2 separate regions of the Rattus norvegicus genome follow, and region 2 is linked to region 1. The links are chromatin contacts, called in public Hi-C maps. All regions are on one chromosome and are shown on one strand. Each heading gives the region's core, a stretch centred on a gene start, on an enhancer-like site or on the middle of the called end of the contact. The rest is flanking DNA. Distances are from core to core; before and after follow the strand shown.

Region 1 (2,700 bases), core at 147-2,646:
GAAATAAGAGGGACAAATGCTTAGTCAATGCTTCTAGCAGGTGTCCCAATTCTTGACCACTCTTTCCTCTGTCAAGCACACCAGGGGAAAGACCATTGCAAGCTTTGCTAGAAAAGGACATACCGGACAGGATAAAAGAGAGGTGCCTTGGCCCATTAATGAGGGGATGGAGACAGTCACTGAGATGCTGTGAGAATCTGATCTATGCTTAGGAGGGGAGGCACAGTCATGGACTACACCATTGCTCTCTGACACTGAATTACTAGTGCCCTGATAGTCTAAGAGGTGGGAACAGAGAATGCTACCACCACCCTCGTTCCTTCCTTTTTTATGCCCCTTGTTTTTTTGCTGTTTGGTCTACACAAACTCACTGTGTAGACCACACTTCCATTGTACTCAGCACCATCATGCCCAGCCTCCCGAGTGCTAAGATTATAGGCATTGTCACAGCCAATGAACTCGTAAACTCACAAAAGCCACTCACAAGGTTGCAGAGACTCCACACGACACTGTAACTATTAAGTATTCCATCATGGATGGAGGAGGTCCAGTTAGCTCCACCATGAAGCTGTTGGCAATAGATGGCTGCTGGAGGAGTGAGAAGCTACTGTCTGTACTTGTGTAGTAGCTGATGACTTACTCATACTCCAGTGGGTAGCTCCACACCCATGCTCATGAGGCACTAGTGGCCCTGGCTAAACTCAGTGGAACTTACAAACAAAACAAAACAACAAAACAAAAGGACTCAATAGTGAGAAGGGGAGAAGGTATTAGAGGGATGATAAGAGAGGTAGTGTGTGGGAAGCAGATAAGATAGAAAGTGTGACCAGTATGTATCATATTATACTGTGTGTGTGTGCACACACACATGCGTATGCACATGCATGTATGCACGAATGAAATGGTCAAAGAATAAATTAACCTGAATTCTATTCCACTGATCTATGTTGTGTCTCCCTTCAAGCTAGCCCGACTCCTGGAGGCCATCTTGACTCCTGGAGCTTTTTCAGATTCGGAGGTGGAGACCGCAAATCCTGCTGTTCTTCTCTAGCTGACCCCATAGAAAGTCCTGGAACGCTGGGATCTAGCCATCAGAAAGGAAGCTTCCCATTCAGTTCCAGCTAGGTTTCTTTCTGTCCTGGATCCAAAGTGTATAATGCTTTTTTGTAATCAGGTTTTACCATCTGGTTCTGATGGGTGACAGAGAGCAGTGACAACAATATGAATTGTTTTGGCCTCTGGGGCTTGGAAGCTATCTTGTACTTGACATTCAGCTTTTCTTGCTAGTTTTGGTGAGACAATAATTTCTTTATAAAACTAGTCACAGTGGACAGGATCTATTTTGGTCGTTCTGTATGACTCAGAAGACAAGAGCCATCATCTTAAGAGAGAACCTATTGTTTGAAACTTGGGAGCCTAAGAATGGAAAATAACCGTCAGTAAGGGAGGCTGGATTTATTCTGCCCAGCTCCAGGCCATACCTGGGAGGCAGCTGTGGAGAATAAGAGGGCCAGATGCTGACCATCTGTGAAGTGAAGCTGACAGCAGGGTCCCCTCAGGCAGTAAAGTTCACCGGAGAAGGTAACCCTGCCCTCAGTGGCTGAGAGAACCCATCCACTGAGAATAACTTTGGCACTTGATAGTATTGAGCCAGAGGGCAGCTGGTGGCTCAATCTCTCAGGCTATCTTCGATTCACTGCGATATAGCCCCCAAACTAAATCCTCAAAAGTGTGTCCTCCCAGCTGGGTGAGTGCTATAAGTCGATGCCTGCTCAGCTTTAAGTGCTGTGGCAGCTTTCCATGCTTCTAAGGACCTTGGTAGATACCTCTGAGAACAAGCAAGCATTTCAGCTGTGTACCAGAAGGAAGAAAATGCTTCGCCCGTAAAGATAGCAAAACTAAGTGTGGCCAGCAGAGGGCAGTGGCATGCAAAGAGCAATGTCTAAAGTGACTACAGCTCTGGCCCACATTGGACACTTGTCCAATATGGAGTCAAGCAGAAACAAGAGGGAAGACAAAAGTCTACAAGTCCAACTGACTGACAAAATGTGCACGCTACCTTCCAGTTTTTGATGATCAAGAAAGCAACTGCTCCAACACTATATTCCCCACTCTGTTCTTGCCAACCTCATTCTCCCTTTATTACAATTTTAGTACTATTTTGACTTCTCGATATTTTTAAAATATGGCTTTCTTTATTTATCCTTCATATATTCACACACTGTTGTTTGGAAGGTCCAGACACAATAATAGTGAGTGACTTCAAGGTTCATCTTTAGATAGGCCCTCCAAATGAAAAAGCTGTGAAGAGAGTTTACAGTTGTACCATAAACCAAATAGGCCTAAGAGATGGATATCTACAGAGCAGAATTGCATTCTTTTTTAGCTGTCTCTGGAAACATCTTCAAAATAGATGCCATTCTGGGTCACAATGTAAGTCTGAACAAATGGAAAAGAAACGAAAGAATGTCCCAAGTCAGGTGCCAGAGTAGAGTTATAAATCCATAGCTAGTGAAAGTACACAAATCCTTGGGTACGGTACAAGACACTCTTGAATGATAAAGGCATCATTGAAAAAATCAGGGAGGAAAGGAAGCAATTTCTAGAATCAAATAAAAATGAAAACATGACTTTTCTGAATATTTGGGCTACAGCTAGGACAAATTTTAAGAAGAACATATGTATATGAATTATTTTAAT
Region 2 (2,700 bases), core at 65-2,564, 800 kb before region 1:
TGCATGTGTGTACGTGTGCCTGTGCGTGCGTGCGTGCGTGCGTGCGTGCGTGCGTGCGTGTGTTTTCAGGGTTTTGTAGAAGAGAATCTGGGATAGACAACTGATTAGAAAAGGAAAGTGATTGGAGTAGGATATCCATCATGACTGATGGACTCCATGGATATTGTGACTTCCTGGATCCTCTCAAATGTTAGCTACTTAAAGTATGACTGGGTATAAAAGGGAAAATTCTGTGTTTAGCCAAAGTGGTGCTGGAGTGGAAGGAACCAGCTCGAGTCCTGTACTGGGAGGGAATTATTGCAAAGGGGGCAAGCAACAAAGCTCTGTAGAAGCCATTTAAAGTTCATGAAATGGCACGCTTAGCCACAGTCAGATTTACAAGAGCTTGCTAAAGAACTCTTAGATGTGATTGAGCGAGAACCGCCTTACAGTCTCAGACTACAGTTTGAGATATTTTGTTTGGCACTTAAAAGCCAGGCAATTTGGAGAAATTGGATCATATCCGTATCATTACATACTATTTACTTAAAATATTGGTATTAGTGCTGTAGGCTGTAATAACAAATCTTGTAATGTATGTCCATCCATAAATTGTTACTCATTTCCCCACTGCTATTGACTCACAACTCAGCACCGGGAAAGCCCTGCCGAGTAAGACAGACATGATAGTGGAGACAACCAGGGTCAGGTCTGTGGGTCTGTGGCTCGTTTCCAGCCGAGTACACTAGGTGGTGCTAGTGTCACGCCATGAATACCCACAGAGGCCTGAACACATGTGCTGGTGTATTTTTACCACTTGGGGTCACTTAAGGATTACCTGACTTGCCTCTTTCCCATCTAAGCAAATTCACAGATTCCAAGGAATTATTTCCTCATTACATTTGTCAGAGGCTGTGGTCTTTTTTTTTTTTTTTTTTAAACCTAGATCTTGAAGGCCAAGAAGTGTGAATTGGGATTTTTTTTTCCTCAACAAATTGGCCCCACATGGTTAGTGCCTGGGTGGTTCCTCCTGTCACAGTAGGGTGGACCACCACCCCAGCCTTCTCTTGGGCCCACCCACCATTGGAGACTTCTCTGTATAAAGAATTTCCATACGTGTCAGGATCCTGCTTATGCTAATTGCTGCGCTCATTAACATCTCCAGAACTTGGAGTGCTTTTTCTCAGTCATTTCCTTTGATTCAGCTAGTCTCTGAAAGGCCAGCTCTGAATGAAGGGTGTGGGCATCACGATAACTAATTGCTGACACCCACCGGCCTCCTGCCTCCTTCACAGCTGATCCTAGGAACTACGCCACTGCCCCTTGAGAGCATGCTAGAAATTTGTGGAATGGCCCTAGTGGACTTGCCTGCCTCTGGGTGGGTATGGGTGAGGACAAGGGCAGGATGTGTGGGCTTGCACAGCACAGACAATGAGCTTAGTCACTTGAGATGGCAGCTCATGAGGACTCAGTTGACCGCTCAAAACATTGAGAATCTTTCAGAATCTCCCTTCTCAGCAAGTGACGTCTAGTTTCCTTCCTTTTTTTTTAACTTTACTTGATGTATGTACATATTTTACGAGCCTGGTACCTGTGGAGCTCTCAGGATGACGTTGTATCCCCTGGAACTGGATTTACAAATGAGCCAACATATGAGTGCTGGAACCAAACCCAGGTCCTTTGCAAGAGCAACAACTGCTCTGAAGTGCTGAGCCGTCTCACTAGCTGTTATAGCTTCTGCTATCAGTGAATACCTGCTTAGGTGCTGGAAGCAGAACCGAGTCACCAACTCAAGAGCATCCTCTGCTGGGGCCATTTAAATCTGTGACAGGAATCCATTTGGTTTCTACGATTGAATGCATGGTTAAACTTACACTTACTGTTGTATGCTTATCAATCTGTGTCAAACCCACCCAAGAAAATGAGATAGGCCTCTACTAATTAAATCCAACCTAAGATGGGCACTCAAAGTCCTCTACAATTTATTTCCAAACCTTCCTCCTTAAATCCTCTCAGTTCATACCAGCCACCTGGTCTTCTCACCCCCACCCCATGTAAAAGCAACTGGTAACACTTATTGGTCTATACTGTGAACTTAGCAGCATTCTACGTGCCCATTCTGGTTCAGTCCTAAAACCCAGAAGCTAGGTTACCTACACCTTTCCCTCCTAAAGGCGAGGAAGCCTAAGCACCGAGAGGGTAGCTATTAGTAATGGCACTGTGACTGCCTTTATTCTTGTTCGGCTGCCTGCTGGGAGAGCTTCCCACCTTCTTGACTGTCAAGATCTTACCCAGTGTCGGAGCCCTGAGTCATCCTATCCACCCCCTTGAGTGCAAAGTCAGCCCTGGAGTGCCACCTAGAAGCCAGATGTTTTGTATTCTGACTCGTGTAAGAGCCAGGCTATCCTTTTGTCAGGTAAGGAGCCTGAGGCCCAAGAGTCGTGGATGTTGAGTTTCTCAAGCCCTGGAAGGTAGGTTTTCCTGCTGGGCCCCTCCAGGAAAACCTCTGCTCATCTCTTTGTCTCCCCTACACATTATAAGTTAACTCAAAACTCCCTAAAACTGGCACACACCTATTCCAGGAGGATCAAGGTGCTCCTAGTGCAGTGGTTCTCAACCTGTGGGTCACTAAAGGGATCGCATATCAGACATTTATATTACAGTTCGTAACAGAAGCAACACTACAGTTCTGAAGTAGCAACGAAATGATTTTATAGTTGG

What was found. A called contact is a pair of places that touch in the nucleus more often than the background predicts.
Region 2: a Hi-C map of the A7r5 cell line shows a contact between it and region 1, with 11 times the contacts expected there. The contact joins two enhancer-like sites. A contact is called at or near these places in 11 of 12 Hi-C or Micro-C datasets (the A7r5 cell line, the Rat2 cell line, Schwann cells and 6 more) and 1 of 1 datasets of contacts at active chromatin or transcription factors (oligodendrocytes).

What each region holds. Positions count from the first base shown.
Region 1 is chr6:40,917,052-40,919,751 of GRCr8, reverse strand. No RefSeq gene overlaps it. Among named protein-coding and RNA genes, the nearest start is that of Cox7cl1, 140 kb to the left of the region's middle. Within about 2 kb of position 1,396, at least 2 of the 93 cell types and tissues checked have an H3K27ac peak or open chromatin away from gene starts, as enhancers often do. A contact at or near this core is called in the A7r5 cell line and Schwann cells, where this site is marked.
Region 2 is chr6:41,719,060-41,721,759 of GRCr8, reverse strand. No RefSeq gene overlaps it. Among named protein-coding and RNA genes, the nearest start is that of Ddx1, 36 kb to the left of the region's middle. Within about 2 kb of position 1,314, at least 10 of the 93 cell types and tissues checked have an H3K27ac peak or open chromatin away from gene starts, as enhancers often do. A contact at or near this core is called in the A7r5 cell line and Schwann cells, where this site is marked.